2 separate regions of the Mus musculus genome follow, and region 1 is linked to region 2. Evidence: chromatin contacts called from public Hi-C data. All regions are on one chromosome and are shown on one strand. Each heading gives the region's core, a stretch centred on a gene start, on an enhancer-like site or on the middle of the called end of the contact. The rest is flanking DNA. Distances are from core to core; before and after follow the strand shown. Region 1 has its middle 5.7 kb from the start of Gm1113. Region 2 has its middle 43 kb from the start of Gm33974.

Region 1 (4,477 bases), core at 791-3,290, 160 kb after region 2:
GGGCTGTGGGAAAGAAGGTCTTGTTTCTGGTGCCAGAAGTGTCTGGAAATTAATAACCTGCTTCGCCATTCCAGGGGCCTCTTCACAGCAGGCATTTCCTGGGCCGATTTATGTAAAGTTTTTCCTTTCTGTTTTTAACTTACATTAAAAATAAAGAAATATGTATTTTTACACATGTAAGTTAAAAAGAGGTAAGGTTAAAAAGGTGATTACAAGGCTGGTGGGTAACTCAGTGCAGAGTATGTTTAGATTATGCAAGGTTTTAGGTTCTGTTCTCAGTAAAACACACACACACACATACACACACACACACACACACACACACACTTTATTCATTTTTCCTGTGTAATCACTTATTAGATTCAGAAAATTACTGTTATTTTCATTATGTGATGTAATACTTCATGAATATGTATTGTGCTCCTATTTGAAAACAAATATTAAAGTATTCATTGATCAAATATAATAATGTATTTTATATACCTAATATAAAGTCAATTATACTTCAGCCTTCTGTCCAGTTCTACACTGCCACAGTTCTACATTACTACATTGAAAGTCTGAATTTGTGGAATAGCTGTGTGAGGTGTGATGGGGGAGAGTAAGGAGCAAGGCCTGTCGGGGTGGTTAGAGCAGAGATGAGATTTTCTTCCTCAGAAGTCAGGAGGCACCAGGATCGGATAACCCTAAGGCAGGTGTAGCCCAGGGGCTGAGAAGTGAATGCTACCCTTGATGCATAGGTCTCACCCTAGGCAGGGAGGAAAATGTCAGCAGCCTGGATGGAGATTGGGGAGGTGGGATAGAATTAGAGACCCCCCCCCACTTTTGTTGTGCCTCCCAAATTTCTTAGTTTACTGGCACAGAAGAGCAAAAATGGTGATTTAGAAGAAGTAGTCTGGGGCTGGAATGTTTAAGACTAAGGTGCTGGCTGGGTGGTGGTAGCTCACACTTTAATCACAGTACTTGGAGGGAGAGACAGGCAGATCTCTGAGTCTGAAGTCACCCTGGTCTACAGAGTGAGTTCCAAGGACACCCAGGGCTACACAGAGAAATCCTTTCCTGGAAAACCAAACACCAAAACAAACAAAGAAAATAAAAAAACCAAACAAATAAAAGATCAAGGCATTGGAAGGCCAGGATGACTGGCTAGGTCTGCTCTCTGTTTCTAAGACTGTGCCTTGATGCTTCTGTTCTGGAGGGGACAAGCACCATGTCCTAATGTGACAGATGGGCCAAAAGGAATAAGCTCTTTTCACCAAGGACACCAATCCCACTCCCAGGGAAGGACTTCTGCTTTTTAGAAGTCCACTCCCTAATTAACGTTGCCCCAGCAACATGTAACTTTTGAAGAAACAAACCTCCTAGATTCTGGTGGACATTGGAAGGGAGAGGAAGCCCCTGGGAACAACTCTGATTTTAATGAACTAATGAAATGTGTATTTCTGCACACTTGAGTTTGTAGAGTAAGAGTCACTGTTGTTGTGATTGGCATTGCTCTTGTTACTATCAAACAGATCATGAGCTGTGACATTAGGTCTCACTGGCTGTTAGGTGCTGCTTGGTGCCAACAAAATGTCTAAGTTTCCTTTGCCAGCCTTCAGCTGCCAAGTTATTCCCTGGATTTTTCCTAGATAAAAGCAAGAAGGGACTTCTCTTAGGCCTGAGGTGACAGTATGGGGACAGTTATTTTCTGTTAAAAGGCCTGTCTAGAACACACAGGTTACACCTGAATTAAATCCAAACAGTATCTCTGTGTGCAAACCAGAGGGGGCATCTATCAAGACAAGCCCTCAACCTTTGACTGTAGGCCAGGCACCTGGGATCTGTGGAGAAATCCAGAGTCCACAGAAACCTCCAGCTTCTCTCTTCATCTTTCAGCACTGGCTGGCTTCCCTCTCCTCCTTTCAAAGCCCTCCACCCCAACCTGGCCCGGTGTTCCAAGTTTTCTGGCAAAGGCTCAGGAAGGAGTAGGGAGTTCCCTGAATTTCTCCATAGGCTTCAGGGGGGAGACTTGGCAACTGGGAATTGTCAGCCGTCTCCTTGGCAACTAGCAGCCAAATAATTCTGGGAATGGAGGCGGGAGGCGAGCTGTGTGCAGGGCAGCCAAGAGAAGCAGCCTCCAGCTCCAGAAAAACCTCAGTTCCTCATTATTTGTGCCAATTGGATCCTGTCGGGAGACAGAAACCAGGCACTAGCTGAAAAAGAACATTTAGCATAAAGAATTGATGACAAAGCCCAAGGTTAATTAGGTAAGGGGAGGGTAACCAGAGAAGGCTAAAATATGGGGAGGCTACACCTGCAAGGTCACCTTCTGCTCTCGGGGCTGGAGAAAGCCGGGAAGTTCTCAAGAAAGGGGCCTCTGAAGAGGGGACATACTCAGTTGGTGGTGGGGTCCTGGAGTGAGAAGGAAGGGCTTGTGTACCCAGACCTGGAGTCTCTTGGGCGGGAGTATAGGGGTGGATGTGGATAGTGGGGTCCACGATGATGTTACAAATGTGGAAGGCACCTGATGTAGGACGGCCAACCACTGCTGGGAGGAAGGAGGCACCATTTGGGTGCTACTCGCTGGGAGCACCAATGCTTGTCTAGCCATCCACTCCAGCCTGCACACGCCCTCTAGTGGCTGAAGCCAAAAAAGGAGTAGCTGGTAAAGCAGAAATAGGTCTACAGGGTTGAAGCCTGTTAAAAGGGTTATAAAGTGTTACAAAGCTGAATGTAGAGACTATAAGCTCGGGGCTGGGAAACAAGAGCCTACTATTTGCCAAGGGCCAGAAAGTTGGAACTCCCAACCTTGTTGCTTATAGAAAAAGCAATACTTTTCATCAGGTTTTGGTTCCCGAAGAATCACATGAGGAGGTATGGAGAGTATGGGCCCCCACCCCCAGGTCCCACCTCTATGGCCTGAATCTGACTTCTTTGGAATGATTATTGAAAGTCTCAGGTTCTGACAGCTGGGAAGAATTCAAACTGGTTTTACATTTACTTATTCAAAGATTTTTTTTTCATTTTAAATTGTGTTAGTGTGTATGTGTGTGCTCATGGTGCATGCATGTATGTACATGTGCCACACATGAATGCAGGCACCCTCAAAGGTTAGAAGTGTCAGCTTCCCCTAGAACTGGAGATATAGAGAATTGTGAACTGCCTATTATAGGTGCTAGGAACTGAACCTGGCTCCTATGGAAGAGCAAGAAGCGCCCTTACTTAACAGCTGAGCCACACCCAAATATATCGTGTGTGTGTGTGTGTGTGTGTGTGTGTGTGTGTGTGTGTGTTTGTGTGTGTGTGCATGAGCCTGCACCATGGCATGTGAAGATTAGAGGACTAAACTATACTAACTATAATAAAACTACAATATTACTAACTATGTCTGCGTTTAAAAAGTAGTTGAGCTTTCTACCTCCTATTTTAAAGAGATGCAAGATTTAAATGTAATATTTAAAACATTTTGTGAGAAAACAATGCTAGGAGACTATACAATCTACTATACAATCTAGATTCTGAGATTTTAACAAAATAGAAAATCTGGACTCTATAGAACAAAGGGAAGATAGCAGATATAAATAGAGCATAGAAGATATTTTAATATATATCATGAATAAAGGGTTCACATCTATAATACAAAATGTAGTCCTTACCCATCCATAAGAAAAAAAAAACATTACCTGGCATTTAAAAGGGCAAAAGATGAAGAGTCCCGGAACTGACCCTGTGCCAAGCTCTCCATACCCAAATCCTACCAGGAGAGAGCTGATTTCCCAGGAATGCTGACATACCTGAGAGCACAGGTGAGACCACCACTTCTTCTCTGAGGGACCTGTCTGGAGCCCTCAGGACACAGGAACTGAGGAGCAGCCTGGGACAGAATCCTTCCAGTTTCCATCTACACCTGGAGCTGACCCTGTGCCACAGCTCTCTATACCCAAATTCCACCCAGAGAGAGTTGGTCTCCCAGGAGTGCTGACACACAGGCTTACAGGAGAGACAAGGCACAGTCAGAGACAGCAAGACTAGCTAACACCAAAGATAACCAGATGGTGAGAGGCAAGTGCAAGGATATAAGCAACAGAAATCAAGGCTAGTTGGCATCACTAGAACCCAGTTCTCCCACCACAACAAGCCCTGGACACCCCAAGACACTGGAAAAGCAAGACTCTGATTTGAAATCACATCTCATGATGATAATAGAGGACTTTAAGAAGGACATAACTAGTTCCCTTAAAGAATTACAGGAAAACACAGGTAAACAGCTAGAAGCCCTTAAAGGGGAAACACAAAAATCCCTTAAAGAATTATAGGAAAAGACAACAAAACAGGTAAAGGAATTGAACAAAACCATCCAGGATCTAAAAATGGAAATAGAAATAATAAAGAAATCACAAAGGGAGAAAACACTGGAGATAGGAATTCTAGGAAAGAGGTCAGGAATCATAGATGCAAGCATCAGCAACAGAATACAAGAGATAGACGAGAGAAT
Region 2 (4,034 bases), core at 28-2,527:
GCCTTGAAAAAAACAACATGTTATTTAAAGAAAAATGTATTGTCCACCTTGATGAATCATCTCCCCTTTCACTGATCCCAACCACAGAGACACAGCTAGAAAAAATGGTCCAAAGACCATTGTCGGAGAAGCCTATTGTAAAGTGGGAAGGTTTTTAATTCTCTGTAAAGTATGTCCTTTAGGTTTTGGGAAAGCCACATTTCTCCCAGGGTCTCTACTGTTTGAACCAATTACATATCATCTCAAACTCACCTATTTATGTAACGGTTCAAATGTCTAGCATCTCATTTTGGTTGTCCCTTCAGAATGAATGGTTCTTTGAAGAGAGTGTCATTCTGCAGGTCCATGGGCTGCTAGAACAAGCCTGGGTCTGGGGCCTGACTCGGCACCCGAGGTGCGGGGTTGTCACACCTCCCTGGAAGAAGGGGACAGCCTTCTTTCATATAGCTTGAAGTGGAGCCTGTTTGAGATGGTGGCTGGGAGGATTAGGGACTGTGTGGAGGGCAGGGAGCAGGCTCCGCATCCAGCTAAGAACATGAGCAAGGGTGTTTTAGTGTGTGTGAGTAAGCGCTCAGGGGCACTGTTTATTTATTCTAGGAGAGGTTGCTAAGTTGGAGGTGTTTGCCAACAGAACACAGCCTGAGTGCCGTTTGTTTACTTAGAGGAGTGCAGAGAAGGACTTAGGGAGAGGCAAGTATAGGCTGTGGCTGTCTTGGAAGCCACATGCATGAAAGTTGCTGGGGGGCCACTCTCAGTGTTTGGTCCTGAGGATCTATAGAGCCCCCGTTAGGGTGGAGTCTCTGATTCCCTTTCTACCCTCTCTGTTTCAGAGATTCCTCACCCATGGTGGGTGGAATTGCTTAGTCTCTGCAGGTGGCTGCTCTCTTCCCTCCTGGAGGACTGTCTGGCTACTTAGTTTCTTTGGTTTCCACTCACTCACTCACTCACTCACTCGGTGCCTTCCAGTCAACAAGTTACTCAGCCTCACTGGACCTCCACCTCCCGTTCCCTAACTACAGACAGAGGTTGCTTTAATGTTTCCTTGGCTACACAGTTTCAAGACAACTCAGAGAGAGTGGGATGAGGCTCAGTGGGAGAGCTTTGCCTGCAGTGCCTAAGATCCTAGGTTTAACTTTCAGTACTGGAGGGAAGAAGGGGGAAAAAGAATGACTAGAGGGAGATATCAGCTCCTTTGCACCCCAATGGGACCTGTCAGCACAGATCCAGCTGTCATCCCAGTCCCCTGCCAGTCCAGGCCCCAAAGCACTTCCGCCCCTTGGCTCAGACTCAGCCTTTCTAATTGGTGATCTGGTTTTGTTTTTGTAAGCCTGAAGCCGCTGTTTCTGTAATGTCTCTCCCAGGTTATAGATCAGCTGTATTCCCTGTCTCCAGGTGAGACTCTCCCAACTCTGTTTAATTCCAGCCACAGGCCCAGGGCTGGGACAAGCTGAGTTTCAAAGTCAGTCCTTCTCGGTTGGGTGGCCCAGGGACTCCCCAAAGGTCTCTATCTCCCACCCCCCTTCCCTAAGGCCCCAGCAAACCGCCTGCAAGTCTCTAAGGGAGCTCTGGCTCCCAGACACAGGCTGGCTGGCAGCCAAGGGTGGTGTTCTGGCTCCAGTACCAGCCAGATGGGGTGGCAGGAGGGCTCTGTTAATCCCCCAGGAGAAAGCTCCTTGGCACACAGAGAAAAAAAAAAAAAACAGGGCTGCCAGCACTGTGCCCCAACCCTAGAGCCATGGAACATACCCCAAAGTCTTCCAGGCAGGCTTTCTACCTTTACTGTTCAGGGAGCATGGATTAGGGTCACAGCTGGGCACACAGAGGTAGCGAAGGGAGACTGAGTTCCTCTTCTCAGGTTAAGACTCTTATGTTAGTTGTTGTCTTTTCTTGTTTCTCTCAGAACTAGAGGATTATGAAGCCAGGGAGAGACGACCAGCATTTTGACCCCTATAGGCTGGTGACTTCTCAGGCTTGGGGAAAGAACTGGGGTTGCTGAACTCAAGGCTACCAACTCCTTCTTCTCCCCCACCCCCCAATGCCATCATCTATCTGCCCATGAGGGACACATGTGTGCATACACATCTACACAGCCAGCCTTCCACCACTGAGGCTGCATCTTTTGGTGCCATACAGAAGTAGATGGAATGCTGGAAAAATCACCCTAAGGCCAAAGAGAATCTGTGGAAAAACTGGAGAGGAGAGTAAAAGCAGATCTAGAGAAGGCAGCCAGCTAGGGAGGAGGTGTTCCACTCGCCCAGCAGACCTCCCGCTGTCCTCATTGGAGCCAGGGATACTGAGGGGCTCAGGCCCAGCCTTGGCCTGTGTTCTCCTCTGCATGCCTCCCTGGCATGTCACTTGCCAGGGGCTGCCAGATCCTACTTCTCTAGGGGTCTTACTCTAGTTCCAGGGCTGGTAAATATGATTCCTGACCCCAAGCCAATCCCTCCCCGTGCTTGGCTGTTACCAGTGTGAGAAGCATCAAGGATTGAGCCGTTTCTTTCTTTCTTTTTTCTTTTATCTGCCCTTCTTATTCCTGCCTGCGTTGCCTTCACCATCATCCATCACAGCATGGTACCAACGAATGGCTTTGAAGTTTGATGAGTGGGGTGGATTTCGCCCTTCCCAACAGCCAAAAAAAAAGCAAAATCAGCTCTGGGTCAGCAGCAGCTCTATATTCCTGGTGCCATGAACGTTATTAGGGCCTCAAGGGTTATTTAAGGGTCTCTTCGATGCACGGGTCTGTGCAAGAGTTAAGGTGGTCGTTTATTACCCAGAGAGGGTTGGCAGTGAAATTCCACGGATACAACTGCCGTACCATGTCTCCTCAGGTCATGACACAGTTCTGATCTTCTGTAGGGGAATGCTCCAAGCCAGGCAAGGTCCTCCACATCCAGGTGGATCATTCCCAAACCCATTTTTATCACGGATCATTTCACAGAAACTTTCCGCCATGGGAACTCACAGCTGAAGCGTGTTGTTTAGAGCGGAAAATTTGGGTGTAATAGCATTAGTGAGTCCAGTCTCCTCACATGAACCTTTGCCTGCGACATCTCCTTGCTCCCTTGGCCTGTCCACTCCTCTCTGCCTGAGTCACAACAACAGTCAACAAGTTGGACACACAGCTTCTTGATGTGCCAAGTGCTCCCACGTGCACCGTGGCATTCACTCCTTTGGAGAGCCTTGCCAGACGTGTAATTGTTAGCTCCACCCATCAGAGGCCAGAACTGAGGATTCAGGAGGCCACAGGGCCAGATCAGGGAGCCAGGCGTCAGGACCTCTAACTTGAACTCTTATATTCTCTCTGTGGAATCTGCCAAGAGGAATGTGAGCACTCTGAGTAGTCTAGCAGGCAGGAAGGGCTTGATGGAACAGGCTTCTAACTGGGCTCTTAATGGGGACCTTGTGGGGGCCAGGAGCTGGTAGGGCACCCTTTTGAGAATCACTCTCCCCTGAAATGCTTTCTGATTTTCAGGTATAAGGAGTCACCCCTCCGGATACATGCTAGGCCTAAGTTTCTCCGTTTTTACTTTTTCTCACCTGCCTAGTTCTTCTCTCCATTTTGCACTTCCTCCCGCTGGACACTCATATCGTTGCTATGCATCTGGGGACAGGGGGTACTGGCTCTCCTCCGTGGCCTTGCTGTAGCTCTGGCTTTTGCTGTAGACCATGAAGACCCCAGGGGAAGTTTCCCATGACGCTGTTCCCTTCTCCTCAGACTGGCTGTGTGACATCAATCAAGAATCCAGATCCTTCCTGGCTCTGTGCCGCAGAACAAAGCATCCAGGTGCCCAAATCTAGACTCAGTGATGCAGAGAGGAAGAAACAGAATATATACCTCCACATCCTGCACAGACTCAGCCACACGCCCTTGGGGGTCCCTGAGAATTTTGATCTGTGGCCTTTAACTCTCCAGACCCAGCCTCTCAGAGAAAGTCCTTGTATGAAAGCCAAGTTTATCCCCCAAATGTGATGGATACACGGGAGGGGGTGGGGCAGGGGGAAGTTTTATCCAAAACACATGTTATTTCCACTAT

What was found. A called contact is a pair of places that touch in the nucleus more often than the background predicts.
Region 1: a Hi-C map of cerebral cortex shows a contact between it and region 2, with 2.7 times the contacts expected there. The contact joins two enhancer-like sites. A contact is called at or near these places in 2 of 15 datasets of contacts at CTCF or cohesin (the NIH/3T3 cell line and large pre-B cells), 7 of 484 Hi-C or Micro-C datasets (the HL-1 cell line, cerebral cortex, nephron progenitors and 2 more), 4 of 115 datasets of contacts at active chromatin or transcription factors (embryonic fibroblasts, heart atrium, neural progenitor cells and 1 more) and 3 of 9 other capture datasets (adipose tissue, embryonic stem cells and liver).

Annotation. Positions count from the first base shown.
Region 1 is chr9:35,521,726-35,526,202 of GRCm38.p6, forward strand. No RefSeq gene overlaps it. Among named protein-coding and RNA genes, the nearest start is that of Gm1113, 5.7 kb to the left of the region's middle. Within about 2 kb of position 2,041, at least 104 of the 459 cell types and tissues checked have an H3K27ac peak or open chromatin away from gene starts, as enhancers often do. A contact at or near this core is called in adipose tissue, cerebral cortex, heart atrium and 2 more, where this site is marked.
Region 2 is chr9:35,359,309-35,363,342 of GRCm38.p6, forward strand. No RefSeq gene overlaps it. Among named protein-coding and RNA genes, the nearest start is that of Gm33974, 43 kb to the left of the region's middle. Within about 2 kb of position 1,278, at least 130 of the 459 cell types and tissues checked have an H3K27ac peak or open chromatin away from gene starts, as enhancers often do. A contact at or near this core is called in adipose tissue, cerebral cortex, heart atrium and 2 more, where this site is marked.